3 separate regions of the Mus musculus genome follow, and regions 2 and 3 are each linked to region 1. A link is a contact called in public HiChIP or PLAC-seq data. All regions are on one chromosome and are shown on one strand. Each heading gives the region's core, a stretch centred on a gene start, on an enhancer-like site or on the middle of the called end of the contact. The rest is flanking DNA. Distances are from core to core; before and after follow the strand shown.

What was found. HiChIP or PLAC-seq counts read pairs in DNA pulled down with a chosen protein or histone mark.
Region 2: a contact with region 1 is called in an H3K27ac HiChIP or PLAC-seq map of embryonic stem cells, with 10 read pairs. The contact joins two enhancer-like sites. A contact is called at or near these places in 2 of 115 datasets of contacts at active chromatin or transcription factors (both in embryonic stem cells).
Region 3: an H3K27ac HiChIP or PLAC-seq map of thymic regulatory T cells shows a contact between it and region 1, with 2.6 times the contacts expected there. The contact joins two enhancer-like sites. A contact is called at or near these places in 4 of 115 datasets of contacts at active chromatin or transcription factors (the SCID.adh cell line, embryonic forebrain, regulatory T cell precursor and 1 more).

What each region holds. Positions count from the first base shown.
Region 1 is chr4:6,967,905-6,972,219 of GRCm38.p6, reverse strand. The region is part of intron 1 of Tox (thymocyte selection-associated high mobility group box); the gene reads left to right. Among named protein-coding and RNA genes, the nearest start is that of Tox, 21 kb to the left of the region's middle. Within about 2 kb of position 1,544, at least 22 of the 459 cell types and tissues checked have an H3K27ac peak or open chromatin away from gene starts, as enhancers often do. A contact at or near this core is called in embryonic stem cells and thymic regulatory T cells, where this site is marked.
Region 2 is chr4:6,797,808-6,802,817 of GRCm38.p6, reverse strand. All of the region lies in intron 3 of Tox (thymocyte selection-associated high mobility group box), which reads left to right. Among named protein-coding and RNA genes, the nearest start is that of Gm11802, 100 kb to the right of the region's middle. Within about 2 kb of position 2,322, at least 18 of the 459 cell types and tissues checked have an H3K27ac peak or open chromatin away from gene starts, as enhancers often do. A contact at or near this core is called in embryonic stem cells, where this site is marked.
Region 3 is chr4:7,170,473-7,175,125 of GRCm38.p6, reverse strand. It overlaps Gm33539 (a long non-coding RNA gene), which reads right to left. Exons shown (of 3, transcript XR_003955366.1): 3 at 102-2,190. Among named protein-coding and RNA genes, the nearest start is that of Gm33539, 6.6 kb to the right of the region's middle. Within about 2 kb of position 2,150, at least 5 of the 459 cell types and tissues checked have an H3K27ac peak or open chromatin away from gene starts, as enhancers often do. A contact at or near this core is called in thymic regulatory T cells, where this site is marked.

The DNA of each region.
Region 1 (4,315 bases), core at 295-2,794:
GTAAGAGGCCAGATTATGAGTTATAAGTTGGAAGAACAACTTGAGAATCAGAAAGCCTGAATGCTGCTGGAGGAGAGGAGTTGGAAGGACTCAATTTTACAAAGCTTGAGAACAGGCCAACAACAGATTTCCACTCCACTGGTAGATTTATGGATATCATTGCTAGGGTTCTTCTGTTGCTATCACAAACCCCAGCAATTCTGACTCAGTGATAAGTGAGGACTATGCAAACTTACAAATTCACTGCCCACCTATCAACTCAGGCTGTTCCTTTCAAAAGCAATAGCTATTAGGATTCCGAGAGGTAGGGTTCCTGACTTTAACAAGTTCTTGATTTGGGAACAAAAAAGTCGTTCGAAAAATAAGAAAATACAGAGAGAAAAACATAAAAAAAAATAGGTCTTACTTTAGATATTCAGTAAGTTCTTCAGCATTTTGTTTCCCACATACAAGTGAGTATTCTAGAGATTCATTTTTAGTAAGTTTTTTAAGTGTCAGAAGATAGAGAAAGGAACCTTGCATGGCTTCCTGGGTCCTTTCTTACTGTTCAAGTTGATGACTCCTTTCCTTAGGTGCTCATGGGGCCATATTTTTGGATGTTTTATCTCATCTGTCCATTTCACTCTGGTTCACTCTGGTTCATTCTGCCTCCCACACTTCTTACCTTAGCAGCATCAAGGTTCTGTCTCCTTCCCCTGACTAAGGAATGGCAAGTCTCTGTTGAAGCAAAGACACATGATTTATTTTGACCAAAATTTAGAAATATCTTCGTGAAGGAAGATGAATATGCTTTGGCAAACCGGTTTGGCAGCCACCAATTTAGACATCACTAAAGAAACATTTGTGTATAAGACACAAGGAGAGAATAATTATTAGTTATAATACTTTATTTATATAAAATATATAATTTATTATAATAATTACTTATAATAATACAAAATTATTATTGTCACATATTCACAAACCATCAGGTTTACATAGTCTACAACTTTGAAAGTAGCTGATTTCTAATCCCCCAAGAAAACATGGGAGATTTCTTTACCATCCTGTATAAACCATTTGATCCGGAATGCTTGGACTTGTTACATAAACATAAGCATCGTATCCTATCAATGGTGGCTGTAAATTACTTGTGTGTAATCTTTTGAATTGAGATGATACTCTAATTTTCTATCAAATCTGGTATAGGCAATAACATATATAAGAAAAGAAAGAAAGCAAGCATAAAGGAGTCTAATGCATCCGGGAAATTTCTGAGCCAGTTTGTGTGAGACACCCTGCTTGGATACAGGGCTGGAGAGAATGGGAGGAAAAGGGCTTCTTCACCTGGCACTGACTGGCTGTGTTTTCTCAGCAGTAGTTACCCTGAGGTATTCTAAGAGCTGCAAGGTGACAGAAGAGACTTAGCCTTGTGTACCTCTGCACCTCTAGTAACCTTTTGTTTTCTCCAAAATTGCCGGAAATGATCTTTCAACCATAGTCTGTAAGGCAGGACTCACAACAGCTTTGTTGTGGATTTCTGGGTTGAGTTTCAGGCTCTTAACTACTTATAGACTCACAATTGATGTGTGTCACAAGGTTTAAAGAGCGGCTTCTAAGATATTACAGTGCAATTGTTGATAAAGGGAACTTTTATTGTTGATAAAAGGAACCGCCTTTCGCCTTGGAGATGAGATAGACCTGTCTGTACGAGTCACTTGTCACTTTCAGCTTTGATTTGAGGTTAGTCAGAGGTAAACTTCCACAGTCTAGATGAGCAGATACCTACTAAAGTATGTCAGAAATGGAGTCCATGCTGTTCAAATGGCTGGTGATATTACTGGACATGCTAATGGGTGTTTAAAATAAACTAATTATAGTCATTTTATGTTAGTCTGTTTTACCAGGTGATAATAAGAGTGTGAAAGAGACATCACCATTAAACTTGTAATTTTATTAGTAACTTGATAATTAACAATTATCCTTTAATTGGCAATGTCCCATTACAATTTTCAATGCAAGTATTTGCAATGTCAAGTTCTGCCATGGAGCAGGGTGGAGAAAGGGATACAACAGAGGAAGCTGAGGCTGTTTGTAGTTCAGAGACATAGTTAAATCAATCGCGTGACCAGTGCTTGAGGAATGAATCCATCCTAAGGGAGATCACCACACAGGACCTTCAGCAGCCAGCTCCATGCATTCCTGTAACTGAGGTGAGGAGAGTTCCTGCCAGGACATTCAAGACACAGGCCAGCAGGCCAGCAGGCCAGCAGGCCAGCAGAACAGTTAGGATGTCAAGGACACTCAAGTTATTTCATCTTATAGGAGCCTTGTTTTCTAATAATGTGCTTCATTTTTATTATTATCAATGTAGTTATTTTGTGGACTATTTCCCTTAGTCAGGGTTACTATGACCATGATGAAACCCCGTGACCAAAAGCAAATTGGAGAAGAAACAGTTAAATTGGCTTATGCATTCACATCAAAGGTACTTAAAACAGGAACTAAAACAGGGCAGGAACATAGATGCAGGAGCTGATGCAGAGGTCGTAGAGGGGTGTTTGTTACTCACTAACTTGTTCCTCTTGGCCTACTCAGCCTGCTTTCTTATAGAACCCAGGATGAGCAGCCCAGAGCTGTACCACCCACAATGGACTGCGCCTTCTCATATCAATTACTAATTAACAAAATATTCTACAGGCTTGCCATCAGCCTGATATGGAAGTATTTTCTCAAAGATCTCTCCTCTATGATGACTCTAGCTTGTGTCAAGTTGACATAAAATTAGCTATCTCAGTAATCTTGGAATAATTAAATATCTATACGATTAATGTTAACCATGTTTTATACGTGATTTTTCGAATGCTCTGGAATGTGGTTAAACTATACTGATCTCAAACTATCTATCTATCTATCTATCTATCTATCTATCTATCTATCTATCTATCTACCTATCTAGTTTCAGAAAGCTACCATGTACAGCAACAATAACAGATACTTTATAAGGAAGTATTTTCTCCTGGGTGATATTTTGGGGTCAAATTATACCCTAAAATTATTACCTCTATCATTTAATTCAACACAAAGTAATGCAGCCAGGGAAGGTTCTTTCCCTCAGTTGAAAAAAGAAATTTGTAGAATAGTGCGATGATGGTTTAGGTTGGTGGTAGAAGTATCAAAGAGATGCAAATACCAGTACATTTGAATAACAGTAGCCAGCATTCAACTTCAGCTGTGTCAGTGTCTTGCAGCACAGTCTAGCACCCGCCTTTGGAGCCTCTAGTAAATACTGAGGCATCTGCAAGACAAAAGACTGGTGAGGAGTCCTTTCTGCACCAACCCAAATGGAAAAGACTAGAATGTGTGTTTCCTTTATGAAGCTAGGTGGGCAAATGGGAAGCACCTGGGGGCTTAGATGACTTTAAGGAACAGGGTTCATTCTTCAGAAATGTCAAATCTGGACACTCAGCTTCTCCAAGTCCTTCTGCACTGACTCAGGCCAACTATTGGTTTGCATTTCTTAAATATCTTATGGCTGGGAATGTAGTTCAGAGATAGAGTGCTTGCCTAACATGCCTCAAGTCTCTGAGTTTAATCTTCAGCACAGTAAATAAATAAATAAATATCAATATTTTCTAAATTAAACATTACTAGCCATCACAATAATGTAAAAAATAATGAAATAGTAATAAACTAGTAGTATAAAATTTCAAATCCAATGATTTAAGGGTATTTAATATATTACCATAATAGCATGCTATTGTAACATTAATATTAACATATAATAAAATATAAATAATATATTACTATAGACAGCTATAATAAAACATTATAAGACTATACATTCATGTTACACTATAAAGTATTTGGAACATTTTAGTTTTATAATGCTCATAATTTGATATTTAATAGTTTTTAAAACAGCCAGATTAAAAGGTTGATACATTCTTCTTTTTCTCTTTATTTATACCTAGAGAAAGAACATCTACTAATAACATTGCACTTCCTAATATTTTTATTTAAACATAAATCTTGCTATTAAAATATGCTTAATATCAATTTAATTTTTCAAAGTATGTAAATCATGCACATTTAACCAAATTTGAATATTGATTATGTTCTTTCCATTTTTATTTTCAGTAAATAATAACTGAAAATGTAGTTTGTTAAGTGGATACTACCATTACAAAGAACAATACCACCATTACTCTTTTGAAATGTTGATGCTGTATTTGTCTTTTTTAGTGTGATGAGTCAACAAATACAGCCAATGATGAGACATTAGCTTTTGACAACCTTGTTACTGGTGCATAACAACATGTAATTCAAAGTTAAT
Region 2 (5,010 bases), core at 1,073-3,572, 170 kb after region 1:
ATCTTCACATAGAGGGGAAATTGGAGACTAAGCCACTGGCACACAACTCTTTTTCCCACTTTAGGGTTTCTGGTGACAGCTCTGATAGTGATAGAAATCTGGGTCATCATAGGAAAGTTATGCAGCTGATTAGACTTCCAATGTACTTTTAAAGTATCGATGTTAAGATAACTAAATCTAATAAAATAGCTTTAAAAATTAAGATAATATTTTTAAGACTCTAAAGGAAATTAAGAGATACTTTTATGACAAAAATTCAAATTAGTAAGTTTTAATGAGATCTAGTAGATTGGCAAATGGTTTTCATGAATACCTACAAAACAGAAAGTCAGAAAAATATCTAGAGTCTTTTCCTTGATATTCTTACTAACCCTGGGAATTGTTATGGAGAATAATGCTGATTGGGTGGTGAAGTATTCATTTTGGAGTTATTAGACATATTGAATGCACAGGCTGAAACCTCTGCTAAGTCACCTTATTTCCTGATCCAAATACAGTCTAATTGATATTCATTGTGGTTACAATACCAATAGATATCATTTCTGGTTACAGTACTAATAAAAGTCCTTTCTTGTTACAATACTGTGTTTATTGATAACAACATTGTTTTTGGAAATTTATCATAGACATTCACAAAATAAGTGTTTGTGACATTTGAGTCCTATCCATTTGCAGCATGGTTCCTGTGTCAACGCTGTATTTCTTTGTGGACTTTTACACGGCTTTATTTTTATTTCATGCTTCATATCAATAGACCAGTAGTGGAATTTCTAAAATTGACCAGTTTAAATCAAATAAATGATAAATAAATTTTGATTTAAAAGCATCGCTAATGTCACACATTGAGAAGGCTGGATCCGGACTGCATCTGCATTGTCAATTCTGTGTGCTGAGGCTTCTCAATGCACACCGCCGCCTGGCCCTGTTTCTTTTCTAAGGCCCTGTCTGTACACTCAGCAGGATGTATGCTCAGCAATGATTAGACACTTAACTTAATCAATCGGCTCCTACGTCACCCATCCATGAGTCACAGATGAGTCTCTAGAAGGATCTGTACAATCTTATCTCAAAGGCATGACTAATGAGTTAAGACGATCTCATGCTTTTTAAACTAGGCAATGCTTTCAGACTTAATAAACTTATATTGAATTCTTTTTATGTTCCCAGAACTATTAGAGAAACTAAAATGTAAGGACAGGGATAGATGCTCAGTAAGTAAAGCACTTATCACATAAGCATGGGACCTGAGTCTAGATCCCAAACACCCATGTTAAGGCTATCCGGGTCAATGTGTATCTATAATCCTAGTACTGGAGGGGTGGGGATTCTTGATCTTTCCTCACCAGCAAGTCCAGCTGAATCAGTGAGCTCCAAGTTCAGTAAGAATCTCTGTCTCAAAAATTAAGGAGAGAATGATTGAGGAAGACATGGGATAAACACCAGTGATCAACCTCTGGCCTCTTGCCGAGTGTGCATATTCTCAAATAGCTCTCACAGAGATGTTACATAACTTAATACCTAGGCTGGAATTCTTGACTTTAGCACAATTGACATTTGGGAATGAATAATGCTTTGAGCTTGAAACATTCTCATTCATAGAGGATGAAGCAAATAGTCTTGGCTTTGTAAGTTCTTTGCTACAGTGCTGACCTTAACCCATCAAACTTACTCCATAATGATGAAAATAAGGAACACTGGAGACTCTGTGAAAGGACTTTGGGGGGTGGGGGTAAAAATACATATGAATGGAAACAACTTTTCTGTGTAGAACATTTCAGTTCATGTGTGATGAAGAGTAGTTAGAGGTATGCACAGGTTGTCTTTCAAAGGTATTTTCAGAAACACATCCGACTTCTTACTTACTTTAGTTAGAATCAAATTATGAGCTTCACAATTTAGTCACTGTTCTATTGCTGTAAAGAGACACCATGGCCAAGACAACTCTTTCAGAAAAAGCATTTTAACTGGGTCTTGCTTACAGTTTCAGAGGTTTCGTCCATTATCATCATCTCAGGAATCATGGCTGCAGACAAGGTGCTGGAAAAATTGTTGAACCCTATATCCTGATCTGTGAAACAGACTACAGAGAGGAAGAGAGAAAGAGATGAGGGGAGATTGGGCCTAGAATGGGCTTTTGAATCTTTAAAACCTACCCACCCACCAGTGACATACTTCCTCCAAAAGGCCACACCTTCCAATCCTTTCAAATAGTGCCACTCCCTGATGACTAAGCTTACAAATATATGAGCCTCGGGGGACCATTCTTATTCAAACCACTACAGCTCACTAAGAAAAGATTCACAGCCCAGCCCACTGAATCACTTCCTGAAGATGGTCAAGATTGCCTCAGATCACATAGTTAGCAGAGACAGGGCTAGCCCCACACCTCCTAACACTCTCTGGGTTCTTTCTGTCATATCTCATTGCTTCTGGATAAAAGAGGGATTGGTATTGACAGCACAGTACTTAGGACACAACCTGCCCCCCTTTTCTATAGGTATCCATTTTGACAATCAGTACTTCTGGCAGTTTGCATGGCTTAGTCAACAGCAGAGTGAAGTCAGGTGGACCTCCTGCCACTATGCTTCTTCCAGACCACTGAGCACACTCTCACCTCACTGCCTTATTTCCTATCACTGGAATAACTAGGATGTGATTTATTTTTTTTCTTGAAAAGTGACTAAGTAAAAACTGACTTTGAGCCAGCAGTTCCTAAATTCTAAATTAAATAAAGCCAATGTGTATTTGGTGTGTATACTGTGTGTATAATCAATAAATAAATATTTCTTGCATTTGGAGTAGAGCTTTGTAAAATGCCCTTGTAATTTCAAGTATTGAATATTTGATTTTTACAATAAAAATACATAACAGTCTATATCTGTAGTAAGAGTGCACATTTGTAGTAAGAAGAAGCTATGATACTCTTGTGACTTCTTCGCATGAGTAGTGTGCAAAATGTATACTGAGGAAGTGATACATAAACAAGTCACCTCAAGAGTAAACAATTAGAAGGTGGCTAAACAGTACTCTCCTCTTGTAGAACATTTTAATCCCAAGCCAAGGTTACTACTCGGCCTTGATCATACAGTTCCCGCATAAAAGATACACACACCCTTTGTATTTACAATAAACCTTAAACAGCACAAAAACTTGGCACATAGCTACCCTCTATACTATTAAAATCTATTTTCCTATAGGTAATCATGAGTTATTGTTTGTTACTTATTATATTTGAACTTCATCTGCTAGTCGGAGTGGGGGTTAGAGGGGTGAGGGTGGGAGGGGTGCAGGAATGGACAGTTTCTGATGATAGAGATGTGATTAGAATTGTAACGTTTACCATTGTCTTCTTGTGGATTTGCATGTGAATATTAGCTCTGATAGAAGATCAAAGAATGACTGAAGTGAGAAGCTATACATTAATTAATAATAGGTCAGAAGGTTATCACAGCCACACATGCCAGAGTGCAAGAGAGAAGCTGTGCTCATTTAGTACAAAAATGACTGTAGTGTAGAGAAAGGAAGCCACAGGTCCCTCTGTCATTTACCTATTGGATCTAGGAGCATCCATTTCCTCAGGAGCCATGGCAGTTTCAGCATCAGCATCATCTGGAGCCCTACTCCAAGTAAACGTGTGAGCCCTGGTGATTGGCTACACACCCAGATTTAAGGATCATAGTTCAAGAGTGAGTTACAGTAAATACAAGCTATCTGTGCTTCATTGCCAGATAAAATATAACTCACACCATACATAATCAAACTGTCCTTTACAAAGGAAAGGAAAGATAAGTTACTATTATTGTTCTAGAAAAAAGGCTTGTAGGCAGCATATGATCTAGTTATGTTTTAAGATATAACATAATCATGACAGGTGGAAAGAATTATATATATATGCCTACAAGATGAGCCAGTTTGTGCAAAAGATAATTTTAATCCATTACTGAAATTTTTAAAAAAACGTGTCTTTGGATTCAATATATAAATTCATTAAATTCACAAATTAGAATGGAATACACAGGAAACAAACACCATAAAATTCTATAACCAGAAAAAAAGTGAAGAAAGCATTTAACTGCATTTCAACGTTATTTTCTAGAGCATGAAAACCCCATTTTCATTTCAATAGAAGCCTGGAGTCATGGCAGCACAGGATGCTGCACTGAAAAGTAATTGAGTTTTATGTGTATTTTTTCCATATTCTGCTAGAGATGATTCTGTTATCCTATACTGAAGTCCAAAATGATTCAAATCTCAGCCTCCGTGTATCATCTAATCAACTCTGAACAATACAGAATTCTCAGCAGAGGCTCATCTATAACTGAATACTTAATTATGTGGTTCATTTCTTAAACTTAAACATGGCATTAACAGTATATTTAGTTTGAAAAGTATATATGCATACATGTATTTGTAGCACGTGAAATAATATAAAACTGAAACCCTTTTTAATGCAGAACCGGCTGCTCTAATGCTACTGAGCTTCCATTCTCCTTCAAGTATGATCATTGAGGAGTTTGCCGCTTTGTAGCTATGGACCTAGTATTAAAGTCAATGACCTCCCTTGTCCCAAACTGAGTGTTGCTCACCTAAAACAGCCTCACTCAACCTTCTCAAGGAAACTGTTTAAAATAGTTCACCCATAGTAAGCCGTAGAGTCATCTCCCCCAAAGACTTTGCGAGATATCTAAGAGAGTATCACTTAGAAATTCTGACAGCGAAAGCTAAAATGACTTCAAAATACAACGCATGAAGGTATATTTCTATAGATCAAAAGAAAAGAGGCAGCGGGTAGACTATAGGGATGCTTTTAGGAAGAGCGCTTTCCTTGAGTACTTGCGTTGCAGGTTCTGGTGGTCCTAAACAGAATCATTCCATGTGCAACAGTTCATTGATCTCCTTGGTAAGCAATAGCAAGGCTTAGAACAATGGCTTCAGGTTAGAACAAAGGTCTCCTGTAGAGGGTGGAGACAACTTACGTTAAACAATGCAAATAAGTTTTCTGCAAGGCTC
Region 3 (4,653 bases), core at 901-3,400, 200 kb before region 1:
CAGCCACGGGACTCTACAGAGCACCTGTTTTTCTCGTGCTCTACGCACTTTCCTATCAGTAGGTACTCTTGAGCAAACAGGACAAAGTTAGAGGCAGCACATACAGTGACTTTAAAACATTTTATTTAGATATTATCATCAAAGCAACTGGTATAATAATTTTCTTAAAATGTCACATTGACTAATAAAACAGAAAGAAAAGCTCAGAAGTAATGAACAGTCATTCAAACACTATCATAACAGAGCATCAAAATGGGAAAAAAGAAAAAAAAAACATACCAAGAAAATGACAATGTAATTAGTTGAAATGCTAAAACATTTTGTTCTTCTCCCATTTTTCTTTACAATACTTAATTTTTATCTATAGGTAAGGCACCACTTGAATTTTCCTGTTGGCTCCTTAAATGATATTTTATTGCATGAAGCATAGGATAAAATGAATAGTAGAATAAAACTGCTGTGTATATAAGCTGAGAAAAATCATACCAAAATTTCCTTGAAATTTTTGAATCTTAATGTCATCTGTCTTAATATTTATTCACCACCATTTCCCTCCTGGTCAATAGAAGCCTCCCTCATATAAAATTAAACATAGCTTACTGCGTGTTACTTATCTTCTGCTTGGTATGTAATGGAGCCTTTAACCTATGCCTCCTTATAATAATAGAAAAAAATCACTTGAGGGGAAACATGCTTTTTAAAAACTATTCTAATGCATATTTAGAAACTAAATACTCCAAAAATAAAAACAGTGCATTCTCATAATGTAACTATGCTGGGTACTGGGAAATACACAGAACATTTTTGATCATAAGTAAAAAATCCAGTGGCATTCAGATTAAATAATTTACAGGAAAAGAAAGATAAAAATGAAGCAGGTCTTAGTTGGGAAAACATAGATGCTCTGTGCTAAAAAATAAAATAAAATAAAATAAAATAAAATAAAATAAAATAAAATATAAGCACTAATACAAACTCAAATTCAAGGACTGAGAGAATGCAGAAAATAAAAAATTTGAATACTTGCATAGAGGAGGTAGTCAGGTTTTTTTCTCTCAATTGGGAAAAAAAAAAACTTAACCCAAAAAGCTTTACCAAAAACAAATTCATTTCAACAAATAGAATTAATGGAAACATTTTGCTTATGCCACCAAAGGTAAGCTAAGTTTATTAATCAACAGTCTTCATATGAAAAAAAAACACACAGCACTATTTTATCTGAAATGCTCTCATTTTGAGGAGCATGGGGGTTTTACTCCTTCTGGATTCCCATTTGGGTGCCTCTTATTTTGAAGGCAATAAATTAGCAGTTTTAGCAGAAACCATTTTGTTATTTTATGAAAACACTATCTTATAGATAATGCAAACCAATTAAACTGCATGCAAAGATTTCTGACATGATTAATTATGCTTGCCTACATTAGTCAGTTAGCACCTTAAATTCTTAACCCAGCACCACCACCATCCTCCCTGTGTCAGTTTGCAACAGTGGAAACTCAGGAGGAAACTAAACACCAGATTGATTGTTGGCCATGCAAATTTGAACCAATGAAAAATATCAAATATTAAAAATATTATAGTTCACTTGCTTTGATGGGCCTTATTGGTGGGCCCATCTTTACAAGAAAAGCAGTATATTTATGCACATCTTCAGAAAGATTCATGACAGCAGGAGGATGGAGCATCTAGGACTCTTCTTTAAGAGGAGTGAAGAAATCAAGTCTGTTTATCAGACAGTAATTTCGTAATGATGAGAGTGGAATCTCTGGTTGTCATGCTATCTTAGACATATGTCAAATGACTCCAAGTTGTCATTCCAGATACCATTGTGTTTATTTATTTAATATGAAATTGGATGATTTTTTTACTGGACAATATCTCTTCACACGCAGAGAATTTCCATTGAAGTGAAGAACCCTTCTGTTTACCATTTGAGTTTATCATCACTCTGCTTATCATAATGAAGTCAATGGGAGCTCTGTGCATCCACGAAGAAGGCAGCCAGCAAAATCAAGCCCTAAATATTAGAAATCTGGAGAGAAGCCAAAGATGAACTGGCACGAAAATGGATTTACCATCTTGCCTTTACAGCTGGTCTCTTCAAATAGAATGAGAGACTTCCAGAAGATACGTTGCACAAATGGTACCACTGGGCAAGCATAAGATGAGAGTTATACAGCTGTCAGTCTGCTGGTGGGGCAAGGGGAACAACTTTATCAACATTTTATGAAGGTAGTTAATGTATGGGAAAAGCAAAGTACATTAACGTTATAAAAAATAAAACTAGAAATGAGCATCTTGTGGGGGGAAAGGATAGGTTCAGTAAACTCTAAAGGAAATGGGCTAGAGAGATGATCTTAGCCACATTGCATCACAGGGCTCCTCTGGCTCACCCACACCCACCACAAACACTCATTTTCTGAAGGGCAAGATTGTCTCAAGGTCTTATCGGCACTAACTGTATTATCAAGGCATAGAGAATACAATCAGATCTCTCCCCTTCGTGATGTAGATGTTGTCTTTTTTAAAGCAAGCTTGATTATATTCTGAATAGGTCAGTCTGTGTGCCTGACATTTCTCCTCAGTTTCCTGTGACCTTTTAATAAGAATGACTTGGTTTTGAACTGCAGAAAACTGTCCCTTTTCAATCAGTGACTATGAAGAGCACAGTTTGAACATATCACATTTTCTGTAGCAACTCATTATACACACAACAAAGTCAACGGAACTTTTCCTCAAAAAACATGGGTCCTATTTGGCTTTAATTTTATCTTTTTCTTCTGCTCACTCACCTACATTTTGTAAATATTTAACCAAATGCGCAGTCACATTTGCTCAGGAAAAGTAACAAATTAATATAGTATCTGTGAAGCAAGTCTGACTCGTATAATGTATGCTTAAACAGATGTCATCATTGAATAGGATTGTAGAGAATTATTAACATGGACCTCCTGTGGTTATAGAAAGACAATTATCAACAGGAATCTAGTTTCAGGAACTAAGAAACGGGCTTCTCTATTAGTTTTCAGTGACAGGACATTCAACTTTGAAGATCACCAGGGCTCAGATAAACATGAGGATAGCCTTGGGCCACCTGTGAAATTCTACTTAAGTGTAATGCTTTAGGGGCTAGCCTACATGTCAGAAAGAGTCATAATAAGTTCCCAGCAGAACCACCATAGAGATAAAAGGTCACTTCTTTAACTACATCCACTTGTGCTAGAGTTTATGACTACAATGGATCCTGGTTTCCTGATGTAAAGTATCCATGACTAATTGAGCACAGGAATGGCTTAGGCACCTAGAGTGGACTTACCTGAGAACAGTGGTCATAAAGCCATCTCTGGGATACTGAAACAGGAAGTAAACCATAGGTATTTATTTAAACTTAGGGTAGTAAGATTATATGTTAGGCTCTGAATAGTAGACCAAGGAGCCTGAATGAATAGTCCTGCCACTGAAAATCTGAGTGGAGAGGCAAGTCAGCAAGGGGAAGAGGTTCTACTAAGAACATATTGGCAAGTCAAGGTACATAAAACAGAGAATAATTAAAATGGCCTGATAGAGAACATGACCTAGATCAGGAAAAGGCAAACTTTTTTTCATAAATTTTAAGAAACTAAACACATGGGTTCTATACATTATAGTTGGTGTGTGTGTGTGTGTGTGTGTGTGTGTGTATGTGTGTGTGAATTCAGGTAGACACATGCTATTTGTGCACCTGTATAGATCAAAGGACAACCTTGGGCACTGGTTTTCACCTTTCATCCTGTTGTTTTGTGCTGTCATGCTAGCTGTTCATCCAAATTTCTGCACATGATCCAGTCTCCCCTTGTCGTCTCCCATTAAAGAGCTAAGGTAACATCCTATGTGCCAGGCTTTTCCATGGGTGCTGTGCATTCACATCCAGGTCCTTGTGCTTACACAGAAAGCATGTTTGCCCTTCGAGTTCTCTCCTTAGTCCTGCATTTTAAGAATTCCTTTAAATATTCTTAAGACAAAGGTCACAACCAGCCTTGCCGGTCATAATTTCTCAAGGCTTTGATGGGCAAGGAGGAAACAGAAGCAGAAAATCATTGATTGCCAAGAGTCAAGATGGAAAGTGGAGGCTAGAGGAAGTAGAGGTGTCCTATGAGGAGGGGGGGGGGGTGATCTTTTTGAAGTCAGAAAAAAAATTTGAGAGAACTTTGAACATGAGAGAATAAATGGTCCAATTTTTACTAAAAAGGTCATTTTCCTCCCATTAGCAGAAGTTGTGCCCGGAGCCTGCTGAGAGGGAATCAAGGAAGAGTAACAGGCAAGATGGAGTCAGGGGTGTGAGATGAAAGACAGGAGAGGGTTGTCCTTTTGTGAGGGGCTGTCATCTCTGTCAGTGTACAGAAGTAAGTCTTCTCATCTGTCTTGTGGTTCTACTGTTCTTCTGTTGGCCTAATGCTTCCAAGAATGCAGGTGTGAATTCGTGATTCACCTTTTCTAGCCTGCCTGTTCCAGCCACCATATCTGCACAGGTACAAGCATCTACATAGATGTCCTTAGCTGGCTATTCATATCAAATAGTTTGGGGCAGATTGCTCACCCACCTTTACCTGTCCTCCATGTCCCCCTTTTTCTGAAAAGGGGAAACAAGTCCATTAGACATGCCTGTACAGAGGG